Linked DNA regions of Sus scrofa: regions 2 and 3 are each linked to region 1. A link is a contact called in public HiChIP or PLAC-seq and promoter capture Hi-C data. All regions are on one chromosome and are shown on one strand. The core of a region is the stretch at or near the end of the contact, and the rest is flanking DNA. Distances in the headings are between cores, read along the strand shown. Region 1 holds the start of TATDN2 (putative deoxyribonuclease TATDN2). Region 2 holds the start of VHL (von Hippel-Lindau disease tumor suppressor). Region 3 holds the start of IRAK2 (interleukin-1 receptor-associated kinase-like 2).

What was found. Promoter capture Hi-C pulls out the DNA fragments that hold promoters and counts their contacts. HiChIP or PLAC-seq counts read pairs in DNA pulled down with a chosen protein or histone mark.
Region 2: an H3K27ac HiChIP or PLAC-seq map of alveolar macrophages shows a contact between it and region 1. The contact joins the promoter of VHL here to the promoter of TATDN2 in region 1. A contact is called at or near these places in 2 of 5 promoter capture datasets (fetal skeletal muscle and liver), 2 of 47 Hi-C or Micro-C datasets (embryonic fibroblasts and skeletal muscle) and 1 of 2 datasets of contacts at active chromatin or transcription factors (alveolar macrophages).
Region 3: a contact with region 1 is called in a promoter capture Hi-C map of fetal skeletal muscle, with 2.4 times the contacts expected there. The contact joins the promoter of IRAK2 here to the promoter of TATDN2 in region 1. A contact is called at or near these places in 2 of 5 promoter capture datasets (fetal skeletal muscle and liver), 4 of 47 Hi-C or Micro-C datasets (blood, embryonic fibroblasts, heart right ventricle and 1 more) and 1 of 2 datasets of contacts at active chromatin or transcription factors (alveolar macrophages).

What each region holds. Positions count from the first base shown.
Region 1 is chr13:66,419,508-66,424,205 of Sscrofa11.1, reverse strand. It overlaps TATDN2 (putative deoxyribonuclease TATDN2), which reads right to left and starts at 2,734. Exons shown (of 9, transcript XM_003132363.6): 1 at 1,999-2,734; 2 at 1,627-1,867; 3 at 1,461-1,624. The coding sequence starts at 1,861.
Region 2 is chr13:66,331,894-66,336,591 of Sscrofa11.1, reverse strand. VHL (von Hippel-Lindau disease tumor suppressor) reads right to left here and starts at 2,057. Exons shown (of 3, transcript XM_003483214.4): 1 at 1,704-2,057. The coding sequence starts at 2,001.
Region 3 is chr13:66,348,197-66,352,894 of Sscrofa11.1, reverse strand. IRAK2 (interleukin-1 receptor-associated kinase-like 2) reads right to left here and starts at 2,289. Exons shown (of 13, transcript XM_021069319.1): 1 at 2,077-2,289. The coding sequence starts at 2,170.

The sequences.
Region 1 (4,698 bases), core at 1,485-3,984:
ATCATCCATGAGCCCATACAAGTGTTCTGACTATGAGGTCCATGTGGAAAACACCCAGAACACTTCAGCAAAGATAGTCTTGAGTGAGGATACATGGCTAAATACAGCCTCACTTCTCAGTTCCATAGAAGAAACCACTGAGCAACGGGTTAAGGACAAACCACTTTCCTTAGGACCAATTTTGGTTTTTTTCTTTGGCCACCCCACAGCATATTGAGTTCCTAGGCCAGGGATGGGATCAGATCCGAGCCACCATTGGGAGCTACACACAGCTGCAGTAACACGGGATTCTTTAACCACTGTGCCCTCTGAAGAACCTATGTCAGGGCGCTGCAAAGATGCCACTGATCCCACTGCACTGCAATGGGAACTCTCAATTTTTTTTTTTTTTTATAACAACTTTATCTAGGGGAAGCCCATTTCACCCAAGCCAGCCTTCCTTTGTTCCCCAAAGTACAGAACTTCTCCCTCATCTCTCAAGGCCCCAACCTCCAAAACCTTGAAGGCAACTAGAAACACTGCCTGGCACAAACCAGGCCCTCGATAACCATTTATTCAAAACCTGATTGAAGGGGCGGGTGATGCTCACACAGCTTGGGTCGCAACATAAGCTAAGACTCCTCTCCTCTAACCAGGAAACTGCAGACTGCAGGAGACAACCTTTCCAAACTTACGGTCCAGTTATACATACCTGTATGCATACACATACACACACGCACATGCACGAACACAAAGAAAATTAATCTTTTTAAAAAGTTTACACACACACATGCACAGAGAAAATTTAATCCTTAAAAAAAAAAAGTTAACATAAATTGAGTAAATGAAATGCACCTCCTCCGTGAGGCACTCCTCACTCTGCTCCCAAGTATGTTGAAATCCTCCTGTGTGTTCCCGCTAGGGAACCAAATGTTTAGCCTCCAAAACAAACCCTGCCCCACCATGCAAAATTCCAAGGTTCTGAAAACCATAACATCAGTTAAAAGCCACACGAAGAACCAAACTCTTTCTCGGTTCTGTGTTTCAAAGTACAAGGGCAAAATTCCTTAAATTGACAACCAAAATACATACATCTGTGTCTCCGGAGCGCACCATCCACCTCCTAGCGCAGCGAGTCTCCATGCTGACTGACGGTTACAGGCACCTGAGGAATAGTTACATACCTGGAAGCTCCGCCCACATCAACATAATTGGATCAAGGGTAGAAAGGCACAAGAATTTTATAGTACCAAAGTGCTGCCAAGTTTGCAAACCATCTCTTCACGGTATTTAGGCCATCCCCTGGTCTTGCAGTCTGCGCTTCAACCTCTGGGAAGACCCCAAGACCGTAAGAGACAAGATCTTTTTTTGGTATCCTTTCACCAAAAACAAAAACAAACAAACAAAAAAAAGTCCCACCCCCGACATATCAAGCCAAGCGGAAAGAGCTTCAACGTTTGCTAGGCGTTGAGGCCACTTACCTTAAGGCTGCAGGTTTCCTCCTCTAGAGAAGCCATTTCTTCTAGAGAGGGTTTGCCAGGGGAGTCCCCTGACGAAAGGAACCCCTGTGAGCTCCGAATCAGGCCTCCCTTGGAGGCGGCCCCACCCACACCTGGGCCAGAGGAATGGGAGGAGGAAGAAGAGAGGAACTTCTGCGGCGGGATGAGCCCCAGGACAACCTCGGCGAGCAGGCCACATCTTCCTCCTTCTGGGCTTTCAGGCGCTTGGGGCTGCTGGCCCCTCCAGAACGCGCTGCAGAGCTGTGAGTTGGCCGGCTGGAGGGGGCCACATCACTGGGCTCCCGGAGGCAGCTGCGCTTGCGGGAACTCCGCTCCGAAGTGCTGCTCCAGTGGTACTTGACCTTGCGCCGCTCCGACGCCATGGGCACCTGCAAGGTAAAGAGGGGGCTGGAGTCCACCACCAGGCCTGCTGGCAGCCGCTCCTCAGACTCCCGCCATCCCAGGATCCCCTGGGGTAGGGCAAGCCAATTTGTCAGAGCCAGGGTCTGGCCTCACTGACCTTTCCCCCTTCTTTCCACTGCCCATCACAGTTCAAGGCTTCAGAGATGCCAAAGCGCTTCGAATGTGTGCGATTCCAAAGCGCTTCAGAGAATTCCAAATGATCCCAGGATTTACCAAAGGCTTCGTTCGATTCGGTTTCCAAGCCCACAACGTGCTTCCGCGATTACCAAGCGCTTCAGTTTGCACAGAGCTACTTTGCAGATGTCAAAGCGTTTCCGGGACTACGATGGAGCTGGCGATACAAAGCCTTTCAAAGGTGTCAGAGCTCTCCGAAAGGCCACAGGGAGCTGTTAGATCCACACCTGGAGGCCAGACCCGCAGTCCCTAGTCGGGCGCGCGGCCCGGAGGCCCGGAACGCCGAGCACGGGCCGCAGAGCAGGGCGGGACCCGGCGTGCAGTCCGCCCTGCCCCCGCGGCCCCGCCGACCAGCCCCGGGCCGCAAGGGGTTGAGCCGCCCTTCAGAAGCCGGCGGCGTACCAGTCCGCCTGCTTAGGGCGCCCCTGGGCCCGCCCCGCCCCGCCTTTGGTCCCTGCTGCAGCGGCCCAGACGTCGACCCCGCACCCCCCCCCCACGGCCCTGAGGTTTCGCACCGGCCGCCTGCTCGCTGACAGCCTTAGCCCCGCGGGGCTGGCCTTGCTTCTCCGGAGCTCGGACCACACTAGCCTTCGCTGCGTCCGCCTCCCGGAACGAGCCCTACGGCTCGCAGCTCCGGCGTGCGACGGGGGCGGGTCTTGCGCTGAACGAAGAACGCCCATTGCTCAAATGGAAAGAGGCGGGACTCCAAGCAAGACGGAGCTTGCCTGCTGGTCAGGAGGCTGGGAGGCGGGGCCCTACGCCTTACGAAGCTCATTCATTGGTTGGACGCTAGACCCGGCAGGGCCACTCACGTGTGCTGTAAGAGCGCGAAGCTGAGGCTGGGCCGCAGTGTCTCAGGTCTGCCAGCGATGGAGGTAGGGGGCGTTGGCGATCCCGGGTTCTCAGATTGCGGCTCTCTGCTGCTCAACGCTTTCCCTCCGCTTAGCCGGACGCATTCTGATCTGGATGCGCTCGTGAACCGACACCAACCTCATCAGCCCATTTACACAGGAGGAAACTGGCTCAGAGACCAAGTGACAAACCCGGAAAATGAAAGAATTGGAATTAGAAATTAGAAGCCGAGAGAGAGGGAGAAAGCTACCCCTCGCAAAAAAAAAAAAAAAAAAGACAAAGTTAAAAGACAACATACAAACTTGGAAAAATATTGGCAACACATGACAAAGGACTGATGTCCTAAACTACGCTAAAACTCTGGCAAGAAGATAATTTAGTGGGCGAAGGAAATGACCCGATGAACAGAAACAAATCACCAAGGCTAACATGAAAAAATGGCTCATTTAAAAAGTGCAAATAAAATTGTTTTCACTCATTAGATTAGCAATGATCAAAAAGCATGAGAATATCATTTGTAGCTAAGGATGTGGGGCAAAGTGCCCCCATATATCACCAATTGACGGTAAATTGGTGTAACATTTTGGAAGGCGGCCCTGTAGTAGCAAGAATGAAAACAGTATCCGGTGAGTGAGGCTAGTCACATAAATTACAGAATACCCATACAAAAGAATACCCGGCAAAAAGAATGAAGTAATCCAAAAGTACTGTTGAAGAAGATGTGAAAAAACACAGGATCCAGAGCATGAGTGAAAATATCTGTAGAAAAAAAGAAAAAAAATATATATATAATAAATGAGAGAGAAGCGGAGCCTTAAGATAAAAAAATTATTAAATATGTCAGAGTAACCACTGTGTATTTGTATTTCTAACAGCTTTACTGAGATGCAATTTACATAGCATGAAGTTCACTGATATATAATTCTATGGGTAATTTTATGTAATCAGAGTTGTCCAACCAGTACTGTAATCTAATTTTAGAACATTTCGTTACCCTAAAATCTTGTTTTCATTACCACTCCCCTCCAGAAAGCAACTCACACCCACCCCCAAGTACACACACACACTTGGTTTATCTCCATGGCTTTGACTGTTCTAGACATTTCATAAAAATGGAATTATATATAATTGGCTTCTTAGCATTATCTTTTCAAGATTCACCCATGTAGTATGCATCAGTCCTTTTTTTTGTCTTTTTAGGGCCACCCCCATGGCATATGGAGGTTCCCAGGCTAGGGGTCCAGTTGGAGCCGTAGCCACTGGCCTACCACAGCCACCACAGCCTCACCAGATGAGAGCCATGTCTGCAACCTACACCACAATTAACAGCAATGCCAGATCCTTAACCCACTGATAGAGGCCAGGGATCAAACCTGCATCCTCATGAATGCTAGTCAGATTTGTTTCTGCTGAACCACAGTGGGAACTCCAAGTACTTCATTTTTTATGGCTGAAAAATATTCCATTGTATGGATGTAGCTCATTCTGTTCATCTATTGAAGGACATTTGGGTTTTATCTACCCATGGCTATTAGGAATATTGCTGCTATGAACACTGGTGTGCACGTTTTTATATGAACATGTTTTCATTTCTCTTAGATTGATATCTGAGTGGAATTGCTAGGTCATATGGAAACTATGTTTAACCTTTTGAGGAACTTCCAACTGCTTTCCAGAGTGGCTGGCCATTTTACAATCCCACCAGCAATGTGTGAGGGCCCTAATTTCTCCATATCTTCCTGACACTTGTCTGCCTTTTTCACCCAGCCAT
Region 2 (4,698 bases), core at 808-3,307, 87 kb after region 1:
TGAAAGGAGACAAATCCCCAGGACTAAGAGTCAGTTTAAGGAGGGAGGAGTTTGTCTCAGAATAAAAACAGTATGTGTTTCTAGGGCACAAACTTGCTTGAAGATTTGGTGGGAAAATTTAAGAAATGTAAAGTGGGAAGTTATTTTTTTTATTGAACTAAAATACACATAATATAAAACTATTTTAACCATCTTAAGTGTATAGTTTAGTAACATTAAGTACGTCTGCACGGGAAGTAATTTTTTTGAAATGTTTATATTAAATCAGGAACAAATAAATTTTGGAGAAGGATGCAAAATCCACAAAATTTCCTAGAAAAAATAGGAGACTACAGAAATGTTGATGCCTGGCACAACTGTGCTCTTCCTCATTTGATATTAAGGGAACTTTGATGTAAAAGTTTAAAGAGCATTACTAAGTACACCACCCTCAAGGAAAAAAAGATCCATGGAGATCCTGCAAGGGGAGTTCCCGTAGTGGCTCAGCAGAAACAAATCAGACCTGGAGTTCCCGGTTGTGGTGCAGTGGTTAATGAATCCGACTGGGAACCACGAGGTTGCAGGTTCGATCCCTGGCCTCGCTCAGTGGGTTAAGAATCCAGTGTTGCCGGGACCTGTGGTGTAGGTTGCAGAGGCAGCTCAGATCCCGAATTGCTGTGGGTGTGGTGCAGGCAGGTGGCTACAGCTCCAATTGGACCCCCAGCCTGAGAACCTCCATATGCCTCGGGTGCGACCCTAAAAAGACCAAAAAAAAAAAAAAAAAAAAAAATCTTGCAAGGAAGGTAGTGAAAATTAAGCAAGTATTAACTTCTCTTCTTGAAAGCCAAGGAAGATGACTGCCTCCTTGGGCAGTAAAGCCTAGATATCCCCCACCTGGGTTACTAGGACAGTTTCTTAACCTTTACCAGTAGTCTTTCCCCTCCAAACCACTTTGCCACCTGGTAAGCTTTTCAGTGTTATGTCTGGCAACGCCATTCCCTGCTTAAAACTTTCAATGGCCCCATTTCTCAGGGATAAAGTAAACTTTCAGGCTTCCTCTCCCACCATTCCATACCCTCTCCTCTCCCCAAGACCCCAGGTGGTAGGTTCACTCTGCCTATTACTCTCACCTCCTAACCCGGTTGGTTAGATCCCATTCAAACCCTGCAGAATTCTCTTTCTTCTCCGAAAGCGCACACCCCTCCCTTTCTCTGAGCTGGTGCCCCGCCGAACTCTGCTCCAACCACAACACTTAGGACACTGGCTAGTTCTTATCTATTTATGCATTTGTCTCGTCTACTGCACTGGACCATGTACTTCATGAACGCAGGGATCTGAGGCGGAGCTGGCCCACTGGGCACATCAGAGGATATGAGATTCTCCCCTTCACATACAGAACAAATGGGCGTCAGGGATGGAATACACATGTGGCCATCATCAAATGCAAATTATTCAGTTTTAGAACAATGGGCTGTCACGTACTGGCAGCGTCAACCTCTCTGGGGCCTCAGTTACTCAAGGGTAAAATGGGAATACTAACGACAATAGCATCTGCCTTCCCGGATCGGGAGGGGACTCGGTGAGACGTGCCACCGTTGGTTGCCGTTGTTATCAGGCCTGGAGCACTGGGCGCAGCTCAGCACGGGCGACGGCAGGCGCTCGCTGCCCACGGGGACAAAGCGGCGGCGCGGCCCGGCGCGACAGGACGACCCCGGCCAACCTACCTCGGTAACTGTGGATGCGGCGGCCCGTGCCGGGGGGGAGCGTCGGGTAGGGCTGCGGCTCGCCGTCGAAGTTGAGCCACACGGGCAGCACGACGCGCGGGCTGCGGTTGCAGAAGATGACCTGGGACGGCTCCCGCGAATTCACCGAGCGCAGCACAGGCCGGGACCGCCCGGCCTCCATCTCCTTGGCGCCCAGCTCTTTGGAGTCAGACTCTTCCGTGCCAGACTCGGCGCCCGCCTCCTCCGCGCCGGCCCGGGCCTCTTCCGCGTTCCCCGCCTTCCCAGCCTTCCGGGGCATTACGTCGGACAGCCTGGACTACCCGGGCCTCGCCGGGCGGGGCGGGGGCGGGGCGTGCGTGCGCGTCCCCGGGCCTGCGCGCTGTTTTCGCGCGCGCTCGATGGAGAGGGTGGGCTACACCCCCTAAGATGGCTGGTTTGAGGCTGCGCGCATGCGCAGGTGCATCCTCTAAGCAGGGGCCGAGACCTTGCTGAGGCCGAGGCTATCACTGGCTATCCGGATGCCCGGTTTCCCGTATAAGTTGGATTCATGTGCGACCCATACGTTTTTGGCACAGCGTTCTTTAGCTCCATTCATTCTCTTAAGACCTTCGTGGTTTTTGTTATATCCTGCCCAACATCTGCGCTGTTTAATAATTTTCTCATTGATCATTTTTCTCTTTTGTCTCCATTTTGGGTCACAAAATTCGAATTTTGCACAGAAAAGTAGAATAAAGTGAAAATTTAGCTATCATCCCACTTCCCCCAGCCGCCTAGAGGTCCCTGGAGGCAACAAATATCATCAGTTTTTTTGTTCTTCCCTTCCAAGTTGTTCTACACATACGCAAGCAATTAAACATGTTTAGGAATTTTTTTTTTTTTTTTTTTTCGCCACCTGGGCATGCAGTTCCTGGGCCAGAGATCAGATCTGAGCTGCAATTGCGACCTATACTGCGGGTGCAGCGACGCTGGATCCTTTAACCCACAAACCTGTGTCCTGGCGCTTCAGAGATGCTGCCAATCCTGTTAGGTCACAGTGGGAACTTCAAAAAGGAATTTAATATCACTACAGTCAATGGAAATTCATTTACTATAGAAGGGTACAGTGGAACTAATCTCAAAACAAGTTACCGGGTTTTATCTATTAAACAAACGTAAAGGCGCTGAGCCTGCACTCTTCTTAAACAGCCAGGCGTTAGATGTTAGATACTGAGTGTTTAGTTGTTAAGTCAATTTTTTTCTGGACATAATTAGAAAGATTAAAGGAAACTGAAAAGGGAATCATTTTCATAGTTCAGTCTCTGCACTCTGTAATTCGTACCCACCTGGGTTCTCATTCCAGGTTTAGCTTCAAGTATGTGATCTTATTGCAGAAACCCTGGCAGCGGAAGGAGACAAAGGGCACTTGGAGATGCAGACAAAAGAAGGGTTTATTCAGCCCCTGTGCAGGCTCAGAGGAGCTCAGGCTCCAGAGTCTGAGCACCAGGTCTTTGGTCTCAGCAGCTTTTATACAATACAGCGTCTTGTTCTTTCCATGTAAGCAGCCAGGGACCTCCCCTTTCCCCTAGCAGACAGTGTTCCTGCCTAAGAAACTGAGCAAGCAAGGTTGCAGAAGCAAAACTGATAAGCAATGCTTGGATCACTCACTATTAGCAGGGCTGCTAGCTTGGACATAGGGCATGAAGTTGCTACAGAATTACAAGAAGGATGGTATGAGGCCAGCATAGGTGAAAAGGCAGGGGTGTGTGTGGGGGGTGTCCCTTACTTAAAACTCTTACTTCAATCTTGGGCAAAACTCCTTAATTCTCTGAGACTTTAATTATTCATATTTGAAATTGGCATTTTTAAGAAGTACCTATGTCCTATAAGTATGAACTAAGTGGAAGTATTCAATGCCTAGCCCAAAGCAAGCAGCAAAAAGTGGCAGTTACTATTCATAAAGAGGAGTAAAGTACTGTCTCTACCCTCAAAATCTGCTGGGCTCCTGGGAAAGTATAGGACATGTAGATTGTTTTTAATTTTTTTATTGAAGTATAGATGTAGAACATGTTTTATTAATAGCTATAAAAGAACAGGTGGAAGGTGACTAGCTGAGCTGAAAAGAATTAGGTAGATCTTCCCCAGAGGGGTTAATGGCTGAGATGTACTTTGAATAAAAACTGAGTTTTGCCTTCCCAATTCCCATCGTACAAATACCCAGCCTGTGTGTCAGATCAGGGCCAAGGCCCATGAGGAGACTGGGCAGACCCCACAGTAGGCACTGATTCCCCAACCCAGTTTGTTTCTCATTGATTTTTTTTTTTCTTTTTAGAGCCACACCTGTGTCATATGGAAGTTCCCAGGCTAGGGGTTGATTCGGAGCTGTAGCTGAGGCCTACACCACATCCAGAGCAATGCCAGATTCGAGCCGTGTCTACGACCTACACCACGGCTCATGGTAACGCCAGATCCTTAACCCAATGAGTGAGGCCAGGGATTGAACCCATATCCTCATGGATACTAGTCAGGTTTGAAACCCGCTGGGCCACAGCAGGAAATCTGTTTCTCATTGATTTTATACTCACTGCCTCCAAGCCCAGGACTCTTACAGGCCTACCACTTACTGAAAACCCACCTGATGGCCCAAGCCAAGAAGGGACACATATTTATGACCATAGACCAGCACTATACCTAACAGAGCCCACAGACCTAACATTTAAAAGAAATATCAGGGGGAGTTCCCATTGTGGCTCAGCAGAAACTAATCTGAGTAGTATCCATGAGGATGCGGGTTTGATGCCTGGCCTCAATCAGTGGGTTAAGGATCTAGTGTTGCTATTAGCTGTGGTGGAAGTCTAAGGTGCAGCTCAGATCCTGAGTTGCTATGGCTGTGGTGTAGGCCAGCACCTACAGCTCCAATTCGACCCTAGCCTGGGAACTTCCATATACCTCAAGTGCAGCTCTAAAAAACAAACAAACAAAAAGAAAAAGAAAAAAGAAGAAGAAGAAAGAAAAGAAA
Region 3 (4,698 bases), core at 1,040-3,539, 71 kb after region 1:
ATATGAAAGTTTCCAGGCTAGGTGTTTTGAATTGGGGCTCTAGCTGATGGCCTATGCCACAGCCACAGCAATGCCAGATCCAAGCCACATCAGCATCCTACACTGGATTCTAAACTCACTGAGCAAGACCAGGGATCAAACCTGCATCCTCATGGATACTAGTCTGGTTTTTAACCCACTGAGATACAACAGGAACTACCTGTATTATTTTTGTTACTGGTTTAAAAGAGGGTTTCTGGAATTCCCCAGTGGCTCAGGGGGTTAAGGATCTGGCGTTGTCACTGCTGTGGCATGGGTTCAATCCCTGACCCTGGGAACTTCCAAATGCCACAAGTGTGGCTAAAACAAGCAAAAACAAAAACAGAGTTTCTGAACCTCAGCACTGCTGGACACTTAGAGCTGGATGGGTTTTTTGTGCATTGTAGCAACACCCCTGGTCTCCACCCACTACCTCCCTCAAGATGTGACAACCAAAAATGTTTCCAGGAGTTCCCATTGAAGTGCAGCAGAAACAAAGCTGACTAGCCATGAGGTTGCGGGTTCGATTCCTGGCCTCATTCAGTGGGTTAAGGATCCAGCGTTGCCGTGAGGTGTGGTATAACTCACAGACATAGCTTGGATCTGGCGTTGCTGTGGCTGTGGCGTAGGCTGGCAGCTGTGGCTCGGATTAGACCCCCAGGCTGGGAAGCACCATATGCCACAGGTATGGCCCTAAAAAAGGAAAAAAAAAAGTCTCCAGATAGCCACATATATCCCCTAAGAGGGCAAAATCACCACTGGTTGAGAACAATTAGGTTAAAATGTATATACTATTTTCTTCAAACTGGATGGATAACATATACATATTCATTTTATTATTACTCTTTCCAGTGTATATTATATACTCTTTGTACAAATGGCATATATCATCTCAATTTTAAAAATATAAATTAACTATACTTTAGCAAAATGTGAAAAAATGAAAAAATAAATTTAAAAAAGGAAAAAATAAAGAACATATAGATACTACTTAAAAAATAAAGTGGGAGTTCCCGTCGTGGCGCAGTGGTTAACGAATCCGACTAGGAACCATGAGGTTGCGGGTTCGGTCCCTGCCCTTGCTCAGTGGGTTAACGATCCGGCGTTGCCGTGAGCTGTGGTGAAGGTTGCAGACGTGGCTCGGATCCCGCGTTGCTGTGGCTCTGGCGTAGGCCGGTGGCTACAGCTCCGATTGGACCCCTAGCCTGGGAACCTCCATATGCCGCGGGAGCGGCCCAAGAAATAGCAACAACAACAACAACAAAAGACAAAAAAAAAAAACAAAAAATAAAAAATAAAGTGGCACCAGTCACACCGACTTAAAACATAAAACTAAGAATTATAATTAACACTTCCTTATTACTTACAAGAATCTGACAAAAGGGGTCAAGTGCTTTTTATACAGTTTTTTCTAACCACCACCTCCAGTTTGCAGATTAAGAAGCTGAGGCCCAGAGAGGTTAAGCAACTTGCCCAAAGTCACCAGCTCGGATGAGATGGAGACTGGGATACAGACCTCTGGGCGCATGAGGGCTACACTGCTGCGCAGCCTCCCCCGGATGCCAAAACCTCAGCCTATCACCAGGCGCAAACAAATTACACCAAGGACAAGCAATATCCTGGCAGGGCCAGATACGGGGTTCAAATCCCACTCTACCACTTAGCAATGTCTTACCCCACCCATCCGCTTCCGCGAATGACTCTACCTCTAAATCCCAGGCCGCTGTGGGAATTAAATGAGATAAGCCGTGTCAGGTGCTTACATGGGGCCGAGCACACAAAAAGAACCAGTCATTTCTGACAGGAATCAGTTTAAGCTTTACTGTAACCAGGCAAGTCGAGCCTGACATTACTCAGCAACAGAGTAATAGCAGAACTCGTCCACGATCACCTAACACCTTCCCGAGGACCACATTGGGCTCCAGAGAGGGGGCAGTGCCTGTCCGGGGAACAGCGAGGCTCGGGTCCAGGACGGCAGCGCCGAAAGCCCCTCGGATCAGGATTCACATAAACAGAGGTGGGGAGAGGGCTGAGCGGGGTCGCAGGGGGACAACTCACCGAACTGCATCCAGTCCCACTCGCTCAGCGTGTCCATGTTGCGGCACAGGTCGTCCAGCACCCAGGAGGGCAGCTGGTAGATGTAGCAGGACATGGCCGGGCTTCGCGGGCCGGCGGGAAGGCTCGCAGACAAATGAGTCGAACTCGGCTGGACTCAGCTTCTCTAGCTGCAGGCGGGGAGATGCACCCCCGTCGGCCGCCCGGGAAGTGGGCGGGGCTTCCCTGTGTGCGATCGCCCCCAGCGGCCACCGAGGGCATGACGCCTCCCGGCGGGCTGAGCGGCTGTGAAACTAGGAGGATCCCAGCCGGGAGGGGAAACCAACCCATATTTGGGAGGCAACACGTTTAAGGCCACCTGGGAATCCAGTGACAGTCCCGAGAGAACTTCTGACTCCACTTCTAGGGTTTTTGGCGCTCCACCATATATGATTCATTCAACGGATAGTCTATTAATTACCTGCTATATGTCAGGCACTGTCTAGGTGTTGAACATGCATAAGGGGAGAAAACTTTATAAAGTCCTTGTACTTATGGGACTTACAATCTAGATGGACCGGAGTGGGGCCAGAACTAGCAATAAATAAAGATACTGAATAAGTAAGTTACTTAGAATGCTAAGAGGTAGTAAGTGATATTGCAAAAGAGAAAAAAAGTTCTTTAAGAGGAATCAGGAGTTAGAGCAAACAGGGAAAAGACTCTATACTAAATAGGATGGTGAGGATAGACTGTGATTATAATGGCTAATATTTACTGATTCCCTCCTCCATACTATGCACTGTTCTAGGTGCTGGGGATCCTTCTGAAGAAAACAGGGCAAAATTCCTGCCTTGGATGGAGATAACACAACAAGCAATAAAATGCTAAATAAGTAAATAATTTAGCTCTTTAGAAGGTAATAGGTAATGTTTGGGAATAAAAGTAGAGTACTGTAAAAGAGGGCAGGAGAGTGGCTAATTCCATTATTCACTGTCTTAGAAGGTGATAAATACTATTGGGGCAAAGCAGAGTATGGTGAGAGGAACTGGGGAGCAAACTGAATTATTATTAAGTAGGGTAGAAGAATGTAACTGCTAATTTTATTAAGCATTTATGATGGGCAAACTTCACCAGGCTTATTTTACTTAAAATGATCTTATGTGTCTCCCTCAACGTACACATGAGGAAACTGAGACACAGAACAGTCAAATAACTTGCCTAAAATCAGCGGTACAAAGTGGCAGAGCTGGAATCCAGTCTGACCATTAGCTACAAACTGCCTCTTTATTGTAATAACTACCATTTATCTACACCTGCAATGTGCTTTGTGGAAATCATTTTATGTGATTCTCATAATCCTGTGTTACAAATATTATTAATCCCTTTTTTACACAAAAGTAAATGGGTTCTGGAGTTCCCTGGTGGCCTGTTGGGTTAAGGATCTGGCATTGTCACTACTGTGGCACAAGTCACTACTGTGGCACAAGTATGATCCCTAGCTCGGGAACTTCCCCATGCCACAGGCCTGGGGAAAAAAAAAAAAAGTAAGTGGATTCCAAGGAGTTAAGCAGCATCATTGAGGGCAGACTGAGCACCTCTTTGGAGCCCTAAACATCGGCTGTTGAAAGAAGAAGGAAACAAAAATGAAATTTATTTTTTAATTTTTTATTTTTTGGCTGCCTCTTGGCACATGGAGTTCCCAGGGCAGGGGTCAGATCCAAGCCTATAGGTTACGACCTACATCACAGCTGTGGCAATGGCAATGACCTACACTGCAGCTGCAGCAATGCCAGATCCTTAACCCACTGCACCACAGCAGGAACTCCTTGATTTCTACATCTTTAAAGTGGGAGTAATCATTCCTATGGCCTTGTGAGCAAGGGAAGAGGATTAAATCAATCTACAGAAAATACAATTGATTAGTTTATAATCAATTGTTGATTACATCAATTTAGACAGGGTCTTCCTTGCACAAAGACTGTGGTCAAAAAGTGATAGCTGCCAGGAGTTCCTGTCGTGGCTCAGTGGTTAACGCATTCAACTATGAACCATGAGATTGCGGGTTCAATCCCTGGCCTCACTCAGTGGGTTAAGGATCCGGTGTTGCTGTGACCTGTGGTGTAGGTTGCAGATGAAGCTCAGATCCCATGTTGCTGTGGCTCTGGCATATGCTGGTGGATACAGCTCCGATTAGACCCCTAGCCTGGGAATCTCCATATGCTGTGGGTATGGCCCTATAGAGACCAAAAAAAAAAAAAAAAAAAAAAAAAGACAGAAAGTGGTAGCTGCCATTGATAATATTGTTGGTTTGTTGGTTTTGTTTTTTTGTTTTGTTTTGTTTTTTCCCGTCATGCCGGCGGCATGTGGAAATTCCTGGGCCAGGGATTGAACCTGAGGCACAGCAGCAACCCAAGCCTCTGCAGTGACAACACACTGGATCCTTAACTTGCTGTGCCACAAAAGAATTCCCAATAATATTGAGAAGAACACCCACTGACCTTGGAGTCCTACCGGGATACTGGTCCTTGTTCATCCACAATCTGGTTCTTTATCCTTAAGCCAGTTGGCAGTTTTTTTCTTTTGTAAATTGAGTATCCTGACTCACCCACTTTGAAGGATTTCTATGAAGCTTAAATGGACCCCAAA